Linked DNA regions of Mus musculus: regions 2, 3, 4 and 5 are each linked to region 1. Evidence: chromatin contacts called from public HiChIP or PLAC-seq and promoter capture Hi-C data. All regions are on one chromosome and are shown on one strand. Each heading gives the region's core, a stretch centred on a gene start, on an enhancer-like site or on the middle of the called end of the contact. The rest is flanking DNA. Distances are from core to core; before and after follow the strand shown. Region 1 holds the start of B3gnt3 (UDP-GlcNAc:betaGal beta-1,3-N-acetylglucosaminyltransferase 3). Region 2 holds the start of Zfp961 (zinc finger protein 961). Region 3 holds the start of Zfp617 (zinc finger protein 617). Region 4 holds the start of Plvap (plasmalemma vesicle associated protein). Region 5 holds the start of Bst2 (bone marrow stromal cell antigen 2).

Region 1 (4,839 bases), core at 1,648-4,147:
GAAAGGGATTGATACACTGCACTTTGCAGAGCTGCTTATGACATCGGGAGTGGTTCTCTGTGACAACGTCAAGTGGCTTTCATTTCACAGTGGTTATGATTTTGGCTACATGGTAAAGCTGCTAACAGACTCTCGACTGCCGGAAGAAGAACACGAGTTCTTTCACATCCTGAATCTTTTCTTCCCGTCCATTTACAATGTGAAATACCTGATGAAGAGCTGCAAAATCTGAAGGGAGGCCTTCAGGAGGTGGCTGATCAGTTGGATCTGCAGAGGATTGGAAGGCAGCATCAAGCAGGCTCAGACTCTCTGCTGACAGGGATGGCTTTCTTCAGGATGAAAGAGCTATTCTTTGAGGACAGTATTGACGATGCCAAGTATTGTGGGCGCCTCTATGGCCTGGGCACAGGGGTGGCCCAGAAGCAGAATGAGGATGTGGACTGTGCCCAGGAGAAGATGAGCATCTTGGCCATGATCAACAACATGCAGCAGTGATGGTGCGTGCACCATGCGGTCCGTGCACCATGCCGACTGTGACCTGCATCTGCTCCAAGCAGAGACTTTGGGTTTTTGTTTAAAGATGCCTTTATTTTAGATCCAGGAGGGGGTTTGCTCTGAACTTGTAAACAAGTCTTCCTCGTCTTCATGCCCCTCTGCTGCCTCCTGCCACCAGCATCCATGGCTCCATGGACACTTTTTTAAATCTCCAGGATGTCTGAAACAAACCAGTAAAATGTCTATGACTCTTAAAAAAAAATGAATAGGAGTTGGAAATCTGAAGACTGCTTTGACATCAGACATGGAGATGCAGAGTTTGGAGCTTGCCCACCTGGTTTCCTATCTTGCTTTGGGGATTACAGTTAAGTGATTGGATAAATGTCAGAAGAAACTAAACTTTGAACTTTTAGCATTGTTGAAACTGCTATAGACTACAGGGATCTTGAAAGTTGAATTTATTGTACTTTTTTATTATGCTATGACTAGATATGGCCCCCAAAGACTCATGTATTTGAACAAGTCTATGGGGGCCATGGAGTGGAATGTGATGGTTTGTATATGCTTAGCCCAGGGAGTGGCAGTATTAGGAGGTGTGGCCTTGTTGGAGTGGGTGTGTCACTGTGGGCCTAGGCTTTAAGACCCTTGTCCTAGCTGCCTGGAAGTCAGTGTTCTCCTAACAGCCTTCAGATGAAGATGCAGAACTCTCAGCTCCTCCTGCACCATGCCTGCCTGGATGCTGCTGCCATGCTCCCACCTTGATGGTAATGGACTGAACCTCTGAACCTGTAAGCCTGCCCCAATTAAATGTTGTCCTTATAAGACTTGCCTTGATCATGATGTCTGTTCACAGCAGTAAAACCCTAACTAAGACACTGGCCCATCTGATAAGTGCTGAGAACATGGCACCTCCTGGTGGCTTTAATTTGCTCTCCTTGGGGTACAGGAAGGCAGGGCAGCTTTGAAAACACAGGAGTCCTTTTTCTCTGGCCTGGCTTCCCTCACCAGGCCTCCCAGAGCCAGGGAGATAGGTGCTTATCTCAGGAGGGTGAGTCCCAGCAGCTGGGGCAGAGCCTTGGGTGGGGTGTCCTTGCCTGTTTATAATGCCATTGCCGTTTTCACCGAAGTGACTCCAAAACCTCAACTATGCAGTGAGTGAACATTTGTCAGGCAGGTCCAGGCTGAGTCACCTGCATTCTGAGCAGGAGCCAGAAGAGGTGTTTTCTGTGGCAGGGAGCTGGAGTGAGTGGCAGTTAACATGGCCCCCGGCAGCCTTACCTGCTGCATTGCCAGAACATGGTTGCCCCCACAAGATCATCCCTCCCGCCCCTGACCTGCTCCTTGTCTGTGGATTTTTCTGCCGTGTGACACAGGTGGGACGTTTGTACTAGCTGCTGTCACTCAACAGCAGGGCCTCTTCAATCATTTTTATGGTTCACTAATATCCCAGTGCCCGTGAATAGGGCTGCTGTGACCTCTGGGTGCACTCAGGGAAGGATTACCACGTCAAGGGACAATCCTGGAGCTCTGCCCACTGTGTACTGGTCCAGGGAGCCAGTGTCAGGAGGACTCAGTTTCCGGTTTAGGAGCTTACTTCTCCCTCCAGCAGGCTACTAGGGCCTGGGACTCAGAGTTAAGACCACCAAGTTTTTGAGGTAACTTCTGAGGAAGGGCGTGGTTGGGGACGCTCCTAGGAGATTTACACCTGATCCTGGCATTTAGGAGTTGGAGGGCCTACCAACAGGTTTTAAGGTCCTGGGATCTTCTAAGTCTCTGAGCTCACTCTCCTCCAGGCTGAATGTTTCCTCAGGAGAAGAGGGAGGAGGGGGGGCAGCTGCAGCATTGGCTGAGCTGGGGGGCTGGGAGGGAGGCAAGAGGCTACAGCAGGGGCTGAAATGAGGAAGGAGGGCGGAGGTTGAAGCCTGGGCTGAGCTGTGGGAGAGGCGCTGCAGTAGGGGACAGACAGACAGACTTGCTCAGGACAGGGGAGCTCCTGCTCCCTCTCGTGGCGTGGAAGAGGAAGATGGGGCTCTAAATGAAGGAGGGGTTGGAGGGAGTTAGACTCCCAGGGGAGGGGTAGGACTGGAGGAGGAAGAGGTCAGGTTGGGAATAGAGGTCCACTGGAGGAGGTGGGGGTTAGGGATAAAAGTGAATGGGCATGGCCAAGAAAGAGGGAAGGAGGGTGGAGACGTGGACCTTCTCGGGTAAATCTGGACGCAGGGTGGCGCCTAGAGGGAGGGGAAGGGCCAAAGTCCAGGTAGAAAGACAGGTGGGGAAGAACATGACCACAGTGAAGAACAGGACGGGGAGGGGCAAGGGAAAGGAACTAGACGGGGGGGGGGGGGGGGTGAGGGCGGAAGGAGGGAGACTTTCTCCTTGGCTACTAGGAAGCTCGACTCACTGGAGGGAGGAGCGGGAAAGGGAGAACAGGGAAGAAGCGGAGGAAGGCGAGTAGCCAAGAGCCAGCTCAAGGCGGTCGCCCAGGTAAACAGTGTGGCCTCCGGGGTTGTCTGGAGCCCGCGATCGCAGTGAGTGCCAGGGTCTCGGGTGGGGTGGTGCGAAGTTGAAATCTGTGGCGCTTTCTAGCTGCACCGTGCTGAAGATGCTCCGCAGCCCCGGCCATACTCCTGGGCTCCGGGTCTCTTAGACGCCGCGAAGTAGCCCCGCTACTTTCCAGGATCAGAAGCCCGCGTTTTCCCCAGTGTCTGCACAGCCGGGTGGCCTCGGCTCTGACTCGGTTTCCCCTGTTCGAGTTTGTGAAACTTTCCCTGTATGGGAGTTAGGCTGTGGTGAAGTAAACTGCGAGGCGTGGTGGTGGCAGCATAGTTAAATTGATAGTCTGTATTGCTAACCGAGGTTCTGACGCTTTGGGGTAAATTTCCCATTCTTTTCTTTTTTCTCCTTTTTTTTCTGAGACTGTCTTTGAACAGTCTACCTTCCTCCTGAGTGCTTGGTCTCGGGTCCCCACTTTCACTTTCTCATCCTGGCCTGTCACACTCTGTGGAGTCAGGAGGAGAAGGTGCGGCCGCTTAGGGGACATTAGTTGGTGCCCATCTGGTCAGTGTTTGCGCAGCCAGCCCAGGCCGGATCCCTTCCCCTGGGCGTGGCGTTTCCCCTCAATAGCTGAGATTGCGAAGATCCTGTAGGGGCCCCAGGAGACTACTCTGCTGCCCCCTCCGAGGTCTGGAACCCCGCGGACTTTTGTTCCCTGTCCTGCGTGGAGGGGCGCTGGAGGCAGAAGTGGGTGCCTGGTCCAAGTCCCTGTGCTAAGCTGATCCCCTGCCTCGGGTCCCCTCAGGAGGCGCTAACAGCCCAGCAAGGGTGGGGCTGGGGCCGGCGTGTTTACTTTACTCTTGATTACAGGGATCTTGTGTCTGTGACATTTTATCTTGATTGTAAAAATTAAAGAGGTTATTGTAATCCTGGTGTAAACGTCACCGGAAGAGGGACGAGAGAATGGGACCCGCTTAGAGGGTAGGGATCTAGGGTGACCCCAGACGCCAGGCCTATGAGGCTGCTCTGCTAATTGGAAGGGCAAGGAAATGGCCAGCACCTTCCCAGCCTCCGTTTCCTTGTCTGGGAAGTGGGCCGGGCTGGGCTTTCTTTCCCGGTTGGGGGTGGGGGGCTGGGGGACGCTGTGTAGCCTCGGAGAAGCTGTGTGAAGGCAGGGCGTTACCTCCGGAAAGCTGGGGTGTGAAAGCAGGGCCATCAAGACCTGGGCCTCCGAAGCTTTATCTTTATAGGAACTCTCTTTTTGTCGGTAAAATTCCAAGTTCCTCGTAAAAAGAAAATTGCCCAGGGTTAAGGAGCTAGTACAAACCTGAACGGAGCTGCCATGGGGTCAGTTGATCAGCTCGTCCTACCCAGCTAAGCGCTGGGTGACCCCGGGCTCAGGGTCACAGGGACAAACACCAACCTGGGGACCCCACGTCCAGCTGGGACGCACAGAAGGAACTGTCCCTGAAGCACCCAGCATCCTCCGCATCCCTCACTCTGGGAGAATGATCCAGAACGTCTGAGCGTGTCAGTATCCACCCTGATGCCTCTTTGAGCACGTGTCATTCCTCTACCTCAGTAGCCTTCTGAAGGCCGCTGCCAAGTCAGGGCCAAGGGCACAAGACCGTTTCCACCCAGGGCAGGGGGAGCCAGGGCTCATGAATATTCATAAAGAAATAACCAAGCCCATCATTAAGACTCAGTGTTTGAACCACACATAGTAATGAGCATTCTATGGGTCATTAATATCAAGATGAATCTCATTAATATTTAGCTAAAGTCATTAATATTCCGATGAAGTTCATTAATAGTCACAGCAGCAGCGCTATGAACCTCGGTCTGTGAGCC
Region 2 (4,839 bases), core at 866-3,365, 250 kb before region 1:
AACCCAGGAAGCGGGTGGATGGAGGAATGTCGTTATCTGTTTTATGATTAGCATACCTTGGAGCATTGAGTCACAGAGGTCGCATTCTCAAGCCTGGGCCTAAAGGTCTAGAATTTTGCTTTTGAGTTATACTTTTTCAGTTCTAGGGCCACATAGTGAGACCATCTTAAGGGGCTGGAGAGATGACTCAGTGGTTAAGAGCGCACGTTACTTTTCTAGAGGTCCTCGGTTCAGTTCCCATGTCCCCACATGGGTCCACTCAAAAGATTATGGAGAGTTTAAATTATTGAGGGCTGTTTTTTGGCCCCTTGAAATTATTAAAAAATCCTACAATTCTTAGTCAACCACTAGCTTACATCAAACCCAGAATATCTGAGAATGTTACATACAGCATCAGAAAACTCCAGGACTGAGTTCACACTTGCTTTAAACCTGAGGCCCACTGACACCTTTGATAAACACTTCCTGACTCTTGTTCCTTTTTTTTTTTTTTTTAAAGTATTTTCAAGGTGGGGTTTCTCTGTGTAACCCTAGCTGTTCTGGAACTCACTCTGTAGACTAGGCTGGCCTCACAATCAGTATCTGTCTGCTTCTGCCTCTTTAGTGCTGGGATTAAAGGCCTCCACCACCACTCATGTGTCCACAGCGAGACATAGAGGGTTGTTTGGGGGTTCCAGTCATGGCCACTCAATAAACTATGCCTGTCTTCCTTGTTGAGCTGTGTTTTTTCTGCTAATATGCTCTGTATTATTTATTCTTCGATTGCTCTCAAAGTGTCACTTCTGTTGTGGGACTGGGTCCTTGTTTCTGTCCACAAGCAAGACAGCTGTTACAGGGTCCAGACACAAGTTATGAAGTAGTACTGGTCAGTTGGGGGTTACAGTGGGCCTCTTACCCCCACCTCTTCTGTTTGTGGTGTACCAGGAAAAGGAGAAACCTACAGTAACTGAAGGTAAATTTTTCCAAGAAGATGTGATTTTTTTTTGTTGTTGTTGGGGGACAAAAGCTCATATATATGTTGCTTTTCTCGAATCCTAGAAACACATGGTCCCACCAGGTTTGTGCCCTTCCCCCAGCCTTGAGCAGGCTAAAGCAGACCTTGTTTGCCACTGCTGGCTAGCCCAACTGGGGTAGGGTCTTCTGACCTAGGTGAAGCTGCAGCTGCAGCTTCCTGCAAGAAGCCACTACCAGCTGAGCCTGTTTTCCTGATGAGATCCTGGCAAAGTGGGGGATGGGTTTCCTCCCTTTAAAAACCAGACTCAAGAATTAAACACTGGGCCTTGCTCAGAAACTCTGTCTTTGTTTCATTCCTCTCTCGTCTGTCCTTCGCATCCAGCCCCAGCTTTCTTTTCAGGAACCCAGTTCTCCGCGGCTGCTGGTGGCTATACAGGGTTGGGAATATTCACATAGGAAATGCAATTTTATAAAAAGTAGTAAAGGAAAAAGAAAGAAGGGGCTAGTGGGATGGTTCAGCTGAAAAGGCGCTTGCTGCCAAGCCTTAGACTGGCGTTCTCCAGGTTCCACAAGGTGGAAGGAGAGACCAGACTCAGATTACTGCCCCATGGGCACCTCGATAAATAAGTGTAAATTTAAAACATCAAAAAGAACACAAGCCGGGCGTGGTGGCGCACGCCTTTAATCCCAGCACTTGGGAGGCAGAGGCAGGCGGATTTCTGAGTTCGAGGCCAGCCTGGTCTACAAAGTGAGTTCCAGGACAGCCAGGGCTACACAGAGAAACCCTGTCTCGAAAAAACAAAACAAACAAACAAAAAAAAAAAACACCCCACAAAACCAGCCCAAAGAGCAAATTAACTCCGTGGGGACCCTACATAGTCCTTTCCATTTTACCCCTGAACACAAGCATACATGATCCCCTTTTACATTGCGGTTCGGCTGCGGGCTCTGGAAAAGGGCACCAGAGTCGGTTTGCAAACTCTCGGCAAGTCCCGAGCTTCCGACTGCGCAGAGCCCGCCACTCCTCTGCCCTCCGCTCCCACCCGCGTCTCTGAGATGCACTCACCATGGTGCACTCTCGTCTTGCCTGAGCTGCGCTGTGGCGGGTGTCACTGCCGCGTACCTTGCGCATTGCTAAGCCGCCAAGGACAGCGCCGAAAATGGCGGCGCCCGGCCTCCGAGAGGCTTCCCGCTGCTGATTGGACGGCTCTGCTATGAGCGATTCCGATTGGCTTTAGAGTCCCTGATAGACAGGACCAGCGACCTATCGCCTTCAACATAGTCCGGAAACTGATGTTCAGGTCTGGGGTTCGCAGAGGCACCCCACAGCAGGCTCAGGTCTGACTGGGCTTGTGCGCCTGGCTGAAGGTGAACGAGTGAGTTAGAGTTGCGGGCTAATCCTAGACTGTTTAGTGAGAGGTTAACCTGGGCTGCAGGAGACCTTGTTTCCAAAAAGGACACAAGAAAAGCCAGATTTATTCGCGGAAAATTGGGTGTGATGACACACACAACCTGCCATCCCAGCACTGGGGAGATGGAGGGAAGAGGATTTGGAGTTCAAGGCCGGCTACTATAAAAGTTGTTGTGGGGCTAGCCAATGTAAAGCTTTCTTAATCTAAGGCCAGATGAAAGGACAAGGCCAGGGTCAGACTTGACAAGGTCCGGGTTGTGTCCAGAGAAGCGAGTAAGTCCCTCACCCCCAACCCCTTCTGTAACCCCACCCCACCCCCACAACCCAGGGCTGTGGATATCATTTCTAAGGCCACTATGTGCTTGGTCTGTGATGTATTTCAGATATCCTGTGTTCCTTTTGTGTAGCATTACTGATAAGGTTCCCTGTTCAATTGGGACTGGTAGAGGTGACTTGGAAATAATTAGAAAGTAGATAGGCAACTACAGAAGCAGAATTGCTCTTTAATCAGAATGTTGTGGGATATTAGCCAGAGAAGATTGCTTGGACATGGTTTAAGCCAATAGAATGTCTTTATTAACTGGTTGGCAACTACACTGGATGTTAAGGATCCTATTGTAGTACTGAGGGCCTTTCTCAGGGTGAGCTCTTAAACACAAAAACCATATTCCAGGTCAACATGCTTCAGTTAGCAAGATCAGTGAGCCAGAAGCAAAACTATAGAAGCCAAAAAACCAAGGTTTGTACATTTAGAGACTTTCCCAGAACTATAGGCTTTGATTGGCAGGTGGTGCTGTCTATGTGCTGAGTTTTACAGACCAAATGTCAACTCCATCATGGAGTCAGTGGTCTCCATGCTCCTAAGGTCTGGGGCTTGTTCTAAGAACATCTGAAGGGCAGCAGTCTCCCTGAGGAGTAGAGACTGCAGAGATACCACCAGGCACAGTCTTTAAAGCTATGCTTGGCCCTTTCCCCCAACCCTGTCCTGCAGATGAGACCTCCTTCCTGAGCTTCACCCCTGGCTTTAGTTTCAGGTACTGAGTCTCCTCAGGCGATCAAGTGTGATAATGACCTACTTATCGGTTGGTCTTCTCTTGGTCCTCTCTGAGTCTTGGGGGTGCCCTTGACAGATGTAACTGTGATCTCTCGCTCATCTATGGGAATGGTGTCATTCATACCCTCTCATTTCCCCTTGGGATACCTTTTAGAAAAATCTCTACTGAGGCTGTCTTTGCTAATTTGTAGGTTCTTCTTTCTTCCACTCCTTTATATACACTTTTTTCACCCTATCAACCCCCTAACACTAGGTAGAGAGAGAAAAGGATATCAGGGAAAGGGGGCAACATCACTAGGCTACTTCCTGCTAATTATGGGCATTGAGTTCCTTGGGGACAAGTTTGCCCTCAGGATAGCTAATTTCTTCCTCATCTTGTTTCTTCTTTGTGCATGACTACTTAACAAACCATTGCTAAAACTCCTGAAAAGACTCTTTTCCAAGAAAGGGCAAATGAAAGTAGTGTTCCCAGGAAGGAGACAGTCACTATTATGACTTCACAGGGTCTAGTTTATGTTATAGGAAACAGGTTGTGGGTGCCTCTGAAATCCCAGGGGAAAGATTATAAAATTCCACAACCCACTGATGACCCTCTTCCGTATACTGGAGCTTACAGGAATGGAGACAAGAGAGAAGTAAACTTGTCTCTTGGTTTAGTCTGCCTTTCTTGGAGAGGTTAGGAAGGTCTCGCCCTCCTTGGTGCTTGTTAAGTGAAGAACAGCAGGAACAATTGTTTAAGAGGCATAGTTACTGGTTAGAGATACTCCAATCTAGGGATGAAGGATGGCATTCAGAAGAGAGTGCAAAAGAATGGATTTTGGGTTGGTATAAAAAAGATGGTCAGGCCTTTGAGCAGAGGCATAGACTGAAAAGACGCTGTGCCAGCTGAAACCAGGAAACAGAAAGTAAAAGCCGCAGGCCAGGGATGACTATCGCAGTGTCTGTCTTTAAGTGCTTGAGGTTCACATGAATTATTAAAGCTTTTTCTTAGAATTCTGTCTGACCTTTATGTAACCACCTGATCTAATATTCGGTAATCATTGCTAATTTTTGGTCGATATAATCTGCTGCTTTGATTCAGTAAAGACACATCCAGCTCCAGCCTTGTGTGGTGTCTGTCACTCACTAAATCTCTGCCTACTGATCCTTCTCCCTGTTCCTATCGGACTGTGGCTCACATCCGAGTCTGGTTTATCGAAAGAAGTCAACCGGGGCAAACATGGAAACGTGTCTCAATTCCTGTCTTGCAAAGGGATTTTTACAGTATACCAATCTAGATCCTGAGACCCCAGATGTAAAACAACTTAAGACCTACTTCTCCCAGAGTTTCTCTGATTTAGGGCTAAGATATCCCATACTTGGGGATCCACCTGGGAGGCCAGCAGGGGAAAAGGTCAGATCTAACTTAAACTTAAACAAA
Region 3 (4,839 bases), core at 1,449-3,948, 220 kb before region 1:
GTGGGGTCCAATATCTGTACCATATTGGAATCTCCAAGAATCCAGTCATCCTAGAAGGCACCCAGCATGCTAAAAAATTCCAAATGTTTGTCTGGGCAGATGGCTTAGCAGTTAAGTGCTTGTCAGTTTAGATCTCTGAGACCCAGTAAATGATGGGTAGGTACAATGGCCTGCTTGTAATTACAGCCTAGGAAGTTGGAGACACAAGGTCTCTAAAGCAAGCAAGCTACCTAGCACCACTATCCATTTCAGTGAGCCCTTACTTAAAGACCCGCTTTAATGAAGAGGGTGTAAAAGTGGGCTTTCTCAAGCAAGCATATATTTACATATGTGAAAAATAGAAAAAGAAAAGAAAAAGTGAGTTTGACTCCAAATGTTTACTTTTCTGGTACAAAAAAAAAAATTACTAGAAGGGACCAATGTGGGAGTTCAGTAAATTAAAGAGCAAGTATATGGACAATCACACCAAACCAGAGCAGGACTGTTGCCTACTTCAGATTACCACCTTCACTCTATCTTCCCCGTTGTCATATGAATGACTTTTATTCTGTTTATTACTGAGGTATGGACAAGCAGTAGCATCAAGACAGATTGTTGTATCAACATTCCCCTGTCCTGGGTAGTCACAGCCCACACAGAGGACAGCTATATAAGTCATCCTGCACTCAGCTCCCAGTGTTCAACCCTTATTCTCTCTTTTCAGAAGCAACCTTACTATGTAGTCTTGGCCTGGAACGCTACATAGACAGGGCAAGTCTGCAAATGACAGAGATCTGCCTGTTTCTGCCTGCAGAGCTGGGACTAAAAAAGCATATGCCACCACAATGGGCAGGTTTTCAACTCTTTCAACTGGAAGCATCCAGGATCTTCAATTTCCCTGAGAACATAACTGTTTCCTATCCCTCAGGGAAGTTCTTATTCTAGTGTGTTTGTAAGGGGAGCTTGGTTTTATACCTGACTAGTTATGCACATCTGGTTTGGGTTCCTGTAGTGCCTATGAAAAGAGGGAGGGAGGGAGCGAGCCCTATGATTTATACAATTTTAATGTAAAATTCTTTATTTGAAAGGAGGAAAGAAGTAATTAAATGTCTTGACAAATTGAAAAATATCAATTAATGGGGTGCAAAGACAATAAAATAGAAGGAAAATATCTGCAATACAAGAATCGAGAAAGATGAGTGTGCTCAGTATAAACTAAACCATCACATCAGTAAAGATGGAAAAATTACTAAAACATTTAAACCACATGTAAAGAAAGACATAGCCACTTGATAATTAATAGTCAAATAAATACTAAGTGGATCCCACTATATACCATGAGGACAAAGTTCAGTCAATTAAATAATATTAAGTGCTGATCACAGAAAAGTTACTCAGGAATAAAATTTGATATAGAGTTGAGACTGTAGCTCAGTTGGTATACGGTAGATACTTGTCTAGAATGCATGAGGCCCTGGGTTTAAATTTCAGAGCTGCAAAACCAGGAGCTAGTGATGTGCTCATAGAATCCCAGCACTTGGAAGGTAGTCATAAGACTATCAGAAACTCAAAGTCAAGCTTGGCTGTAAACTAAGTTTATCAACAGCCTAGGATATGTAAGATCTAGTCTCAAACAAAACAAAAACAAACAAACAACAAAGCAAAACAACAAAAAAAATCCAAAACAAAGAAACCGATACGTTTGCAATTCACTATGATTTGAACTTGACCACGACTTAAAGTCCAGTCGTTTCCAAAAAAACTTTTATTACTGGAAAAAGGAGCAGAGGTAAGAGCAGTATTTAACCCAAGAGTAAAAGATAAACTTGAAAACCCTCAAGTACCATACTCACAGAGATGACGAAAATTGAAAAGTTCTTCCTCCGACCTTAAGTCAGAAGGGATAAAGATAGTCTCGTCATACTCTATAAAGGGATAATCTACCAAGAGGATATTACAATCCTAAATGCGGGAGCCGCATGTACCCATGGAAAAGAACTGTGACTGTCCCCTGAGAAGTTCCCTCACATCTCGGTATGTCTCAGTTTTCCCAGGTTCACTTCCATTAATCTCTGCGCTTAAGATCTATATTAGACATGTTTCTCGGGCCTGGAGAGATAACTCGGTGTGTAAGAGTGCTCGCTGAGCAAGGGTGAGAACCCGAGTTCAAATAAAAAACACCCAAGTAAATGCCAGGCATGGGGACAGAGCCCGGAGGATCGCTGGAGCTTGCTAGCAGGCAGCCTAGCCACAGGTTCAGTAAGAAACCCTGTCTCACAGGAATAAGGCGGGCCGTGACAAAGCAGGACACCGGGTGACCTCCCCTGGCCTCCGTGCATGGCGGGGCGTAAATTCTCACTCGCAAGAATTGTCTCCTAAACTTCCAGCTCGGCTCCACATCATCCAGCCTCGGAATCCCGCTTTCGACTGACTTTCCCTAAGGGGAAAAGCAGCTTTTCTGGAGCCGCAGGCGACAGTGCGCAGCCGCCCTTCGTCCCCCGGCGCAGCACCGGGATCCCGCCGCCCGGGACCAAGGGCGCCGCGCACAGCCCCGCCACTCGCCTGGCTCACCATGTCTGTGCCCAGGCCTGCCGCGGCTCCACAGAGGCTCCGGAACAGGCACTCACACGGCCGCGGAGGCTCAGCAACTTGGACTTCCTCAGCTGAGAGCTGTGAGGAGGGAAGCGCCAGCAAGAAAGATGGCGGGTGAGGAACTTCCGCTCCTCCCGCCGGCGCTGCTGATTGGCCAGCTCACACACTGGTGTCTGTACCGGGAGTTTCCGGCGGACCTCCCGACCTTTCCTAGGGTATGGCGTCATACAGCCAAGGACGCTAAACCGTCCGGGACTCCCACAGTTGGTTACTGAGAACCGCCCGGAAGGGAGATGGCGGACAAGGCGCTGCCTCTCGGCACCCTACCTGCCGCTCCTTTGGCCCTTATTGCTGGGCCCACAGATCCAGTCTCCGAAGCCTAAGTGACAGAATAAATTTATTCTCCCTCTTACTGACACAACCACTCCCTCTCCTGTCAACAACACTAATGAGATTCATTGGGACACACAAAGACATAAAAGATGAAAGAATTCGAGAGGGACAAGAGCAGGTAAAGGTCTGTGTGTGTATGAATATAAACAAGATACATGAATGAAAATGTTATATTGAAACTTTTCGTGTAATTAATACACGCTAATGACAACATTAAAAAAACTGTACTTTCCAGCAATTAAAAAAAAGCTTCAGCAGCTCTTCCACAAAGGACATTCTTTTTAGAAATGAGGTTTATTATAAAGTGCCTCAAGCCATGCTCAGCCCTGTAGGTGGAAGTGACATTAGACAGAAACAGTACAATTTATGCAGCTCTAAAAATAGGGCCTTAAGCCGGGTGTGGTGGTGCACACCTTTAGTCCCAGAACTCGGGGGGGGGGGGCAGAGGCAGGCGGATTTCTAAGTTCGAGGCCAGCCTGGTCTACAAAGTGAGTTCCAGGACAGCCAGGGCTATACAGAGAAACCCCGTCTCGAAAAAACCAACAACAACAACAACAACAAAAAACCAACCAACCAACCAACCAACCAACAAAAAAGGCCTTAAAAGAAGGGGCAGGGGGCCAGGCGTGGTGGTGCACGCCTTTAATTCCAGCACTTGGGAGGCAGAGGCAGGCAGATTTCTGAGTTCGAGGCCAGACTGGTCTACAAAGTGAGTTCCAGGACAGCCAGAGCTATACAGGGAAACCTTGTCTCGAGAAAAAAAAAAAAAAAAAAAAAGAAGGGGCAGGCTTCCATTCGAAGCCTGGCAGGCGGGTCTGGGAGGAGGTGATGTGGGGAAGGAGGTAGAGGAGATGAGGGGCAGGCAGAGGTGGACAGACTAACCTTGAGAAGGGGAGGGGAGAGCAGAAGAGCCTGAGATACAGCTTTCATTGTCTGGACCAAATCCCAGAGCTATCTATCTTCCTAAGGTGTCTCAGACTACTCCCCAGAACAAATAAAAAGGTCTGATTTTTTAAAAAATTACCTTTTAGGGGGCAGGAACTTTCATATCACTTGATATGTTTCAGCATAGTGTACCTGAACGGGAGCAAGGACGAGCCAGGTACTATTGAGAACTGTCACAGCACAACACACTGCTTAACTCTGTCCAAGTGAGGGCTGCATAAAAGTTACGAGATTGGGCCTAAAGGAGCAGGCTGGTAAAAACCAGCCACTTTGGCCCACCTTGAGGGCTGTTGGATCTCACAGAATCCCTGGACAAATGGCTGAGGTGCCTATTAATAGATAAAGCAGCCTCTGGTCAACTCTCCCAGCACTTCTCACCTTACTCCCTACCCTAAACCTCCACTGCCTGAGGCTGGGCTTCCTTTCCCCCAGCCTCTGATCCTGTTATCTTTTATTTCCTGGATCTCTCTTGGTCCTCTTTCCCCATTCTCTCCTCCCCTGCTTTCGGCAACCTCTCCTCTCATGGTCCGGTTCAGTCTGGACGCTTCTAGATTTCTTTGGCTGTATTGTTTCTCCTGTCTACAATGAACCTCTTCAACCATACCAAACAGCCTTCATGTCAAAAATTTTCATTCAGGGAGTAACCATTTCAGAACGCAGTGTTTTGGAGATGCCAGTACCATGAGATGACCACCAAGAGCAGCAGCAGCAGTGGAGTACAGGCATCTGGAGCCTAGAGGACGACGCGTGTGCTACAAAGGGCATGGCTGGAGAAGTGACCCAAGTCCTTGGAGGAGCCCAGAAGATGGTGAGTTGAATCCCAGACATTGGAGGGTTGGAGATTGATTTTTGCTTTTGATTGTGACTGTGCTCTGATATTTTCCCTCTTGAAGGAAGAAACTGTTTTAGTGGAGTCCACAGTTACGAGAC
Region 4 (4,839 bases), core at 782-3,281, 190 kb after region 1:
TGAGCCAGTCGTGGTGGCACACGCCTTTAATCCCAGCACTTGGGAGGCAGAGGCAGGCAGATTTCTGAGTTTGAGGCCAGCCTGGTCTACAGAGTGAGTTCCAGGACAGCCAGGACTACACAAAGAAACCCTGTCTCGGAAAAAAAAAAAAGCACTGGCTGCCCTTCTGAAAGTCCTGAGTTCAATTCCTAGCAACCACATGGTGGCTCACCACCATCTGTAACAGGATCTAGTGCCCTCTTCTGGCGTGTAGATACACGGAGACAGAGCACTCCTACATTACAAAAAAAATTTTTTAAAAAAAAAAAAAAGATTAAATTAAAAAATAAATAAAACAGATTGCAGGGCAGGCAGAAGGTTACTTTTCTAGGGTCACATGCTGGCCAGGTGGCATGCTAGACCCAACTCGAGGCCGAACGGTGGCCCCCACCTGTCTGGTCAACCTGGAGCCACAGCCCATTGGTCCCAGGGGCAGCCCCCAGCCTTGTCGCCCCCACCCCCCTGCTGGCCAGGAAGGGTCTACGAGTCAAGAATCACCGGGTGGTTGTAAAAGGCAAAGGTCACACAGGGTTTCCTGCCCGCCCTTGGGAACTTCCTCCCTTCCAACCCCACACCCGCCTGCTCAGCGCCACCTCTGTCTCATCCCTTCCCAAGCTCTTGGGCCCAGGCAGCCTTCCCCTGCTGGACTCTTTGGGGGATGGGGGGCGGTGGTAGCGGTGGTGGTGGTGGTGGTGGTGGTGGTGGTGGTGGTGGTGGTGGTGGTGGATAACAAGAAACGGAGTAAGCAGGTAAAGAACAAAGACTTCCAGAAGATTCTCCCAGTGCTTTGGGGGCTGGTGTACCCGCAATATCCTTTTATCTGTGACCCTGAAATCGTATACCTCTATCTGGGCATTGTTCCACAGAGACCCTAGAACCTCCACGTGGGACACCACCTACCAACAAAGCTTACTGCCACTTCCTGGGACCCTGAAATTACCGCAGGCCAGGGACATAAGCACACTTTTGTTATAGAGGGGGAAACTGGGGCAGATTGTGGCAGAGTTTGGAGGCCTCTCTCCGTTATCCCCACTCCAAGACCCTGCTTTTCTACTGCATACCGCTCGGATTGTTTTGTACTTTGGGAGGAGTCTAGGCAGGGGCTCTATTGCTAAGCCACACACTATTCCCAGAGCATGCGCAAGTGAGGGGGATATCTCTGAGTGCTGGTAGAATAATTGAGGGAAGTTGTGAGGTCTCTGTAGTCCTTATGTGCACTGTTTGTCCATCCTGGAAAACTCCTTGGAGCTCCTGGGTGGTGAACTCACACCCACAATCCTTTGCCTTGGACCCCAAACTCTACAGCTGGTGGGAGCTATCCCACGGTGACTGGTGTGTTTTGTGGGACATTATCAGTGGTTCCCCACGTTTAAATCCAGCCTGCCACAGAGTAAAAGCCTGGGCCACAGAGCCAGTCTCTCTCTCTCTCTCTCTCTCTCTCTCTCTCTCTCTCTCTCTCTCTTTTGTTTTGTTTTTTTGTTTTTCAAGACAGGGTTTCTCTGTATAGTCTTGGCTGTCCTGGAACTCACTTTGTAGACCAGGCTGGCCTCGAACTCAGAAATCCGCCTGTCTCTGCCTCCCAAGTGCTGGGATTAAAGGCGTGCGCCACCACCGCCCGGCCAGGGCTAGTCTCTTGTCTCACTTGTGCCTTAGTTTCCTCTGCGCCTAGCCACCGGACTGTTAGATAACACGTCCCGGGAGCAGAGGGCACTGTCTGGCCCATCTAAAGTGGGGTGTGTGGGGTTGGAGTGGGAGAGTGGCGGTGGTGGAAACTGAGGCCGGACCAGGCTGGGGAAGCCAGTTCAGTCACCCAGTGAGTGCCCCGCCCTCCACCTATCACAGCTGCCCAGACTGTCAGTCAGTTCCTCAACAGCCTGGGTGGGAGTGTTGTGATAACCCACAGTCCCCATTTCCTCCTGGCCAGGAAGGAGCCGGGCAGAGGAAGCATTAAGAGGAGTAATATAAACACTCCCCCCTGCCTGGCGCAGTTCAGATCTGGCCAGGCAGACAACGCCAGACAGTGCGCCCTGTGGACACTGCGCAAATGGGGCTCTCCATGGACCGCAGCCCATACGCCCGCACGGGGGACCAGCAGCGCGGCTGCTGGTACTACCTGCGCTATTTCTTCCTCTTCGTGTCGCTCATTCAGTTCCTCATCATCCTGGGCCTGGTCCTCTTCATGATCTATGGCAATGTGCACGCCACCACTGAGTCCAGCCTGCGCGCCACGGAGATCCGCGCCGACAGCCTGTACAGCCAGGTGGTTGGACTATCTGCCTCACAGGCTAACCTGAGCAAACAGCTGAACATCAGCTTGCTTGTCAAGGAAACAGTCATGCAGCAACTGTTGACTACGCGACGTGAGATGGAGCGCATCAACGCCAGCTTCCGCCAGTGCCAAGGCGACCTGGTAAGAGGCGGCATGTGTGCCCTGGGCTGCAGCCCTGGGTGCGCCCAAATGCTAAACTCCATGGGAAGAAATCTGGATTCCCTCCTCCCCACACACACTCCTTCATTTATTTAGAACATGACCTCATGTAGTTCAGGCTGGTGTAGAACTCACTGTGTAGCCAAGGATGGCCTTGGGCTCCTGACCCTCCTGCTTCCACCTCCAGGACTCTAGGATGACCAGCCAGTGGTCAAGCCTGGTGTAGTACATGCAACACCACTGAGCTACAGCCTTTCTCTCTCCCTAATCCCACCCCCAGCAGAGTATGACTGTATAACCCAGGATGGTTTTAAACTCACAACAGTTCTCTGCCTCAGTAGATTGAGTGCTGGGATAATAGGTGTGGGTCACCCCATGTACCTGATGAAGATCTTGTGACTGTGATTTCTCCATGGCAGACATCACCTGTCAAGGAAGAGTTTGCTGCAGGTGGCTTAGTTTTTACAATTAAATGTATTTATTACACACGCATATGTCTACCCGCATGCTGTAACCTGTGTGTGGGGATCAGAGGACAACCTTCCACCGTGTGGAAGACTTGACTCAAGTTTTGTCAGCCTTAGCAGCAATTGTCTTTACCCACTGAACTGCCTTGCAGGCCTGATCACTCAATTAATTAATAATTAATCTATCTATTTCTTGACGCAGGGTCTCACTATAGCTCTGGCTGTCCTGGAACTCATAGAAATCTGCCTGCCTCTGCCTCCTAAGTGCTGGAATTAAAGGTGTGCACCACTATGCTGGGCTCTCTGATCTTTCAATTTAATAACAAAATCTCTCTTGGGATAAACCAGAAATTCATAATTTTATGGCTAGGCCCCTGGAGTGGAAGGAACTCTCTGGGTGAATGTGGGGGTGGGAACACATGCAGACCCTAGCATTGTCTGTCTGCAGTTGGCGTTTAGCTGGGTCCTGGGCATTCACAACAGGTCCTGCTGCTGTCAGTGCCTGCCCTGTGCCTGCTTAAGGCAGCTTCACAGAGATGGTAAACAGACTCAGAGGGCTAGGGTCTCCCTCTGTGTGACAAGGGTGAGCAGAGCTTGGGGCCAGCTCAGAGCTCAGCCCTTGCCCAGCATGGGTGAAGCTCTGTGCTCCAGGCCCATTAGCGAGCAGGGTTGAGCATGTACATCACTCTAATGCTTTCGAGCTAAAGCAGCAAGAGCTGCTTCAAGTCTACCCTGGGGTACATAGACATTTGTCAGAGAGGGGGTGGGGTGGGGGGGCACTTGTCTTTGAATACTGTGTGGTAGGAGATAGGAAGGAGCCCACTGTGACCTGGGACAGTTACAGAACTGAGGTCCTGGAGATAGCTGTCCCCACACAGTCCCAGTACGATGTTACACACATCCGACTGTGTTCACCCAAGACACCTCCACACTGCCACAAGGAGAACAAGAGGCTGCAGGCTGAGGCAGCTTCTGACCCAACAGCAGGGGTGCTGGCAGGCACTAAATTAGGGGTGAAGCAAGGATCTCCCCTGGAGAGGACAGGGTCCTAGGCTGCCTGAGGATAGAGGTGGCCTCCTCTCTCAGATCACTACCACAGACCCAGCCTCCTCCCTCAGACACTAGGACAGGACTGTGCTCCTCCCTCAGACTAGCCTGACAGGGAAGGCACCCCGAAGCCCAGGCTTCTCCTCAGGCAGAGCTGCCCAGGGCTTCTTGGGTTTAGGGCCCCAGGTCAGGATCATTGCTGATATTCTCACACCCACCCAGTTTCCCAGACTTCCTCACTGGAGAACACAGGGCTTCTGGATTTTAATTTCCAGTTACCAAATCTGCATACAGCATCTGGAGCTAACCCTGACTCAGAGCCTTCTCTGCCAAGTGTGAACTTTGTCCCCATGTGACATCCCAGCCCTCATTCTACATTTTAATAATTTCCAGCTGGGCAGTGGTTGCATATGCCTTTAATCCCAAGCACTTGGGAGAGGCAGGCGGATTTCTGAGTTTGAGGCCAGCCTGGTCTACAGAGTGAGTTCCAGGACAGCCAGGGCTACACAGAGAAACCCTGTCTCAAAAAAAAAAAAAAAAAAAAAAAAAGACAAAAAACAACACCTCCCCCCCCCCCAAAAAAAAAAAAACAAAGCCGTTTACTATGTAGCCCAGAATGACCTTTGGTTTATGGTGAACTGTCTGAAACAACAGGCGCACACCACAGCTTGCTTCTGTGGTGGTAGGCACAAAACCTGGCTTTGTGTTTGCTAGGCAGGCACTCTTGCAACTGACCTACGAGCACTCTAGCAACTGAGAGCTACAAGCGATGTATTAACTGAGCTACAAGTACTCTAGCAACTGAGCCCCAGTCCCAACCTCTGTGTTTAAGAGAGGATCTTGCTCAGCGTGGTACTG
Region 5 (4,839 bases), core at 1,590-4,089, 160 kb after region 1:
CTGGTCTACATACCTGCCAAAGCTATATAATTAGACCTGTATCAAAAACAAACAAATCCAGATCTATTGAAGAAAAACAAATGTCCCTTAATCTTCAGTGTTAATGAAGAGACACAGGAAGCCTGCCTCTGCACTAAAGAAGTCAGCACCCCTTCCCTGCTCCTTCAGAGATGCCTCTGGCCTTTGGAGAGGGCAAACAAAGAGGGCCCAGCCTGGCACCACCAGAATATTGCAATTCCCCCTTTCCCCTTTCATGGTAGCACTCCCTGTGCCCTTCCCAGCCTTGAGCAGGCTGAACAGACCTGAGTGTTTGCCACAATGCACCTTAAGGACCTAGGTGGAGTCATATACCTTTGTTGCACGTACAACTTATAGAGGAATTTAGAATAGACTGCCCACTGACCTTACTTTGCAGCATAATCCAGCTGAAACAAAGGATGGGTCTGTGGGCTCTCCCTATATAAATGCAGTGCCGAATTTTTTGTTTTGTTTTGTTTTGTTTTTTGGTTTTTGGTTTTTCGGTTTTTTGAGACAGGGTTTCTCTGTGTAGCCCTGGCTGTCCTGGAACTCACTTTGTAGACCAGGTTGGCCTCGAACTCAGAAATCCACCTGCCTCTGCCTCCCAAGTGCTGGGATTAAAGGCGTGCGCAGTGCTGAATATTAAACTTGAAGCCTTGATCAGAACCTTGGCTTGGCTTCATTTGTCTCCCCCCACCCCATCTCTTTTTAATTTCCAGCCCCGCTTTCAGGTAAACCCAGTTCATCCATGGCTGCTGGATGTCTACATCTCCCTTTCCCCTGAAGAACCTCCCCAGGGGAGGGGCAGATGCCAGCCTTGGGAACAGACAAAAAGCAGCATACCCTACCCTCCATGTCACCGAGACTCACCCTCCCTTTGATTAATAGCCAATGCTTCTCTGGTGCAGATGGCTCCTGCCCTTGAAGGAAGCAGGGACCAATATCCTTGAAGTGATAAAAAGCCCACTCTTGGACTCTGGGAAAGAAGCAATTAAGTGTTCCCAGACAGCTGTGACCAGTTTGTAAAATGCACTAGCTTCTGAAAGTGTATTTTTCCTTTTTTCTTTTTACTTTTCCCAGCTCAGGAAAGTCCCTTTCCAGCTGCACCGTTCCACCCCACTGATGTAATCAGGTTTGAAGGATGGCACTTCCTTATCACCTCCCCAGTCAGGTAATCCCAAAGTTTGAGGATCCCAACTTATGCATGTGCATATACATATACATATACATATACATATACATATACATATACATATACATATACATATACATATACATATACATATACATATACATATACATACACATATATTCCAAGCCCCAGGACGAGAGCATCTAATTCTTAACCTTTGAGTAGAGAAGGCTTGCAATCATATAACAATAAAGACTCTCTTTGTTCTTGCATCAAACTCGAAATTCCTGATGTTGTTCTGGGGTTCCTGAGAACTGGGCATAACATTGGCATTTCATCTAGGCTCCGCCCCACAGTTACCTGGCAACAGCCAGGTGTGCCTGACTCACTATAAAAGGGGCTGCTTGCCTCTTCCTCTCTTTTCTCCTCTTCTAGATCTTGCTCCCTTTACCCTCTTCCTCCTCTCTCCCCATTCCCCTCCCACCTCTCTCTCTACCTGTTCCCGGCTAGCCTCTACTCCTCTACTCTCTCTCTCTCTCTGCCTTTCTCTGTCTCTACTAGGCCCTCAACTCCCCTCCCCATGCCCTAAATAAACTCTATTCTATACTCTACATCCCATTGTGTGACTGGTACCCTGGGGGCCTCAGCCTGGGCCTGCAGAAGCACCCTCTTCCCCCACACCATACCACACCCCCATCAAACATATCCCTGGCTTCTTTTTCTTTTTATAAAACACAACACCGAGTCCTCCTATGCAAACTGGTCTTCACAAGGACAGAAAACGTAATCTCTCCATATACTAGTGCTTTGGCCACACAGTTTCAGTCCTGAAGAGAACCCCTTGACTGAATGTGGTCTGCCCTATGTGTCCTCAGTAAAGACTCCATAGTGTTTTGAGGTGGGTACCATTCAGGACATTCAGCGGAGCCAGGGAGGATTCCAGAGTAGTGGAGCACACCTGCCATCCCAGCACTCGGGAGGCAGAGACAGAAGGATAGGAAATCAAGGACAACCCCTATGCTAACTCCAGGTCATGCTTCATGTCACTTTTGCCCAAAGCCAGGCCAAGCCCTCTCTGAGTGCCTGGTGCTCACTGAAACACTCCTTTTTTACCCCGTTCACAGAGGTTTTCCCGCAGGCAGGTTTTCCCCGCCAGGTTGCTCCTGATGCCAGGACAAGAGCTGGGAGGCACACTTTGCTACCTGGCCAGGCTTGGTTTCCTGCCCGCTGCTCTGTAGCCACTATTCTCAATATACAGATTCTCAATAGCTCCCACGATCCTTTCGTGAATGGAGACCCCTGACCTCAAACCTTGGCCTTTGGTCTTCAGTCCACAACTGAACCTTGAAGTCTTAGTTCCCCTTCTAGGAGACCAAACCGACAACCGGCCTGTCTCTGCCTCCCAAGTGCTGGGGTTAAAGGCGTGCGCCACCACCGCCCGGCGGACAGCCACTGTTAAGTCGAGTCCCAAGCCCACAGGCACCAGGTGACTGGCCAGCGAAGGCCAAGAATTTGAGTTGAATTCCAGAAGTTTCTCTTGCTTCTAGGGGCATTCCAGGAAAATGAAACTGAAAGGCTGCAGTTTCTCCACTAGCAGTTTGCAACCCGGCGGCTCTAGAATTGCGTTGGACTCCTGAAGTTGCTATTTGCTAGAAGCAGTGGTGGGGCGGGGTTATGCTAATAAGGGCGTGGCCTGGAAAGGGTTCCTGAGCCCTCTAGGATCGACGGATCACATGGCGCCCTCTTTCTATCACTATCTGCCCGTGCCCATGGATGAGATGGGGGGGAAGCAAGGATGGGGCAGCCACCGGCAGTGGCTGGGGGCCGCGATCTTGGTGGTCCTGTTCGGGGTTACCTTAGTCATCCTGACAATCTACTTCGCCGTCACAGCGAACAGCGTGGCCTGTAGAGACGGGTTGCGAGCGCAGGCTGAGTGCCGGAACACCACGCACCTGTTGCAGCGCCAGCTCACCCGCACCCAGGACAGTCTGCTGCAGGCCGAGACACAGGCAAACTCCTGCAACCTGACCGTGGTAAGCCTGGAATCCGTCCCCTCCAGTGGCTTTGAAACAGCCAAGCAAGTCCCCCACCCCCACCTCGAAGGCCAGCTACTAAAGACTGAAATCCTGGGAGACCTTAGAACTCCCTACAGCTCTGCAATCAGGGGCCTCAGTATCCTCCCTTCCTTTGGTGACTCTCCAAACTTTGTGTAGAGTGCTTGAGTTGGAGAGCTCGAACCTGACTTAGGGACCAGCATTTGGCTTCACTGGGATATCACTCAGCCCTGATTGAATTTTTTGAAACAGGGTCTCCTAAATTGCTCCGGCTGTCCTAAAAGTCACTCTGTAGACCAGGCTGGCCTCAAATGCTGCCTTTCAAGTGCTAGTATTAAAAACATGAGCCACCACACCTAGCAAATTATTGAAACTTTTAATATGTCTCTGAGAGACCTTGTCTGGGAAGCCCGGTTCTGCTGTGTGTTTGTGTAGGAGAATATCTGGAACTTTCTACTAGGGGTTAACTACGAAGAGTTTTCAAACTCCTATGTGGGCACTTAAAATTGCCGTTTTGGAGATTACACCTTGGTAGGACTGGGTGGATACGGAGAGTGTTGGAGGGGAACCTGAAAGGGGCTTTGCTTGAGAAGGTCTCAGATGCCTTTGCCTGGAAGTTTCCTAGGGGCCAGGACAACAGCCAACCCATGTTTGTGCCGCTTTTCTGATCAGGTGACCCTTCAGGAGTCCCTGGAGAAGAAGGTGTCTCAAGCCCTGGAGCAGCAGGCCCGCATCAAGGAGCTTGAGAGTGAGAGGGGGGCAGGGGGAGGGGGAGGTCCAGTGGAGCTGGGAGGGAATAGCTTAGGCCTCCAGGTTGGGACTTGGGGAGAGGTGCTGACCCACATGAAGGGGTGGCAGGGTCATGAGCCCACTGCTTGGAAGTTTGGTTTCTTCCCAGAGACAGACAGAGTGCCAGGGATGAAGGAATAAAGCTTGGGGAGTGGAAGTAGGGGTTTATGTCAGCAGAGAGCAGAGGGTGGGTAGGAAGAACGTTGTCAGGAGGGTGGAGGCCACAGATCTGCTGGGTTTCCCAAGTGTTCTCTAAACTGGTGCTTCTACAGCCCTGCAGAAGGCCTTAGGCTGGCCTTCCTTTGATTCCTTTCTCCTTATTACCCCACCCCCACCCCCTCTGCCTGACCACACTGGCTGCTGTGTGGCCTTGGTGGTTAGATGCATCCCAGGTGTTCCCTTGGGGTGCTCTGGCTGTCCCCGCCCTCTCCCCCTTCTGGCTGCTCACTTAGCAGCAGTATACCGACCAGCCCTCTGCTTGTGTCATCGCAGATGAAGTCACGAAGCTGAACCAGGAGCTGGAGAATCTGAGGTTAGAGACAGCTCTCCCTGCCCACCGCCACCCACTCCCCTCCAGACTGCACTTCCTTCAAAAGCTGGGCTCCACTTGGCTCACACAGTCTACAGCTCAGGTGTGAGCTGTGAAGAAGGCCTAATCAGGAAAGCCTACACCACCACCGTGGGGTGTTGAGGACCTGAGGCTGAATACCCAGCACCCACTTACAGATTGGCTGGAATTATATGATTGGAGCTCCATTCTGGAGGACAGACAGAAATATCCTGGAGCTCACTGCCTAGCCTGGTTAGCCCAAACAGTGAGCTTCATGTTCAGGGAGCAACGCTGAA

What was found. Promoter capture Hi-C pulls out the DNA fragments that hold promoters and counts their contacts. HiChIP or PLAC-seq counts read pairs in DNA pulled down with a chosen protein or histone mark. Capture Hi-C pulls out chosen DNA fragments and counts their contacts.
Region 2: a promoter capture Hi-C map of liver shows a contact between it and region 1. The contact joins the promoter of Zfp961 here to the promoter of B3gnt3 in region 1. A contact is called at or near these places in 12 of 39 promoter capture datasets (the C10 cell line, the HPC-7 cell line, HPC-7-derived erythroid cells and 7 more), 1 of 15 datasets of contacts at CTCF or cohesin (pro-B cells), 6 of 484 Hi-C or Micro-C datasets (the AML12 cell line, the Ba/F3 cell line, CD8 T cells and 1 more), 13 of 115 datasets of contacts at active chromatin or transcription factors (acute myeloid leukemia, astrocytes, bone marrow-derived macrophages and 5 more) and 4 of 9 other capture datasets (embryonic stem cells, liver, macrophages and 1 more).
Region 3: an H3K4me3 HiChIP or PLAC-seq map of bone marrow-derived macrophages shows a contact between it and region 1, with 3 times the contacts expected there. The contact joins the promoter of Zfp617 here to the promoter of B3gnt3 in region 1. A contact is called at or near these places in 11 of 39 promoter capture datasets (the 3T3-L1 cell line, the C10 cell line, the HPC-7 cell line and 7 more), 1 of 15 datasets of contacts at CTCF or cohesin (large pre-B cells), 8 of 484 Hi-C or Micro-C datasets (the AtT-20 cell line, Th1 cells, cerebral cortex and 4 more), 13 of 115 datasets of contacts at active chromatin or transcription factors (the 230-238 cell line, astrocytes, bone marrow-derived macrophages and 6 more) and 4 of 9 other capture datasets (adipose tissue, embryonic stem cells, liver and 1 more).
Region 4: a contact with region 1 is called in a promoter capture Hi-C map of liver. The contact joins the promoter of Plvap here to the promoter of B3gnt3 in region 1. A contact is called at or near these places in 1 of 39 promoter capture datasets (pre-B cells), 5 of 115 datasets of contacts at active chromatin or transcription factors (the 230-238 cell line, T-cell acute lymphoblastic leukemia, embryonic stem cells and 1 more) and 2 of 9 other capture datasets (adipose tissue and liver).
Region 5: a contact with region 1 is called in a promoter capture Hi-C map of embryonic stem cells. The contact joins the promoter of Bst2 here to the promoter of B3gnt3 in region 1. A contact is called at or near these places in 15 of 39 promoter capture datasets (the 3T3-L1 cell line, the C10 cell line, the HPC-7 cell line and 8 more), 11 of 115 datasets of contacts at active chromatin or transcription factors (the 230-238 cell line, T-cell acute lymphoblastic leukemia, bone marrow-derived macrophages and 5 more) and 3 of 9 other capture datasets (adipose tissue, liver and pancreatic islet).

The regions. Positions count from the first base shown.
Region 1 is chr8:71,699,858-71,704,696 of GRCm38.p6, reverse strand. B3gnt3 (UDP-GlcNAc:betaGal beta-1,3-N-acetylglucosaminyltransferase 3) reads left to right here and starts at 2,897. Exons shown (of 3, transcript NM_028189.3): 1 at 2,897-2,979. It also overlaps the pseudogene Gm18860.
Region 2 is chr8:71,948,342-71,953,180 of GRCm38.p6, reverse strand. It overlaps Zfp961 (zinc finger protein 961), which reads right to left and starts at 2,115. Exons shown (of 4, transcript NM_001164581.1): 1 at 2,021-2,115. The coding sequence starts at 2,086.
Region 3 is chr8:71,920,684-71,925,522 of GRCm38.p6, reverse strand. It overlaps Zfp617 (zinc finger protein 617), which reads right to left and starts at 2,698. Exons shown (of 4, transcript NM_133358.3): 1 at 2,551-2,698. The coding sequence starts at 2,553.
Region 4 is chr8:71,508,961-71,513,799 of GRCm38.p6, reverse strand. Plvap (plasmalemma vesicle associated protein) reads left to right here and starts at 2,031. Exons shown (of 6, transcript NM_032398.2): 1 at 2,031-2,449. The coding sequence starts at 2,084.
Region 5 is chr8:71,535,472-71,540,310 of GRCm38.p6, reverse strand. Bst2 (bone marrow stromal cell antigen 2) reads left to right here and starts at 2,839. Exons shown (of 5, transcript NM_198095.3): 1 at 2,839-3,183; 2 at 3,877-3,952; 3 at 4,486-4,525. The coding sequence starts at 2,884.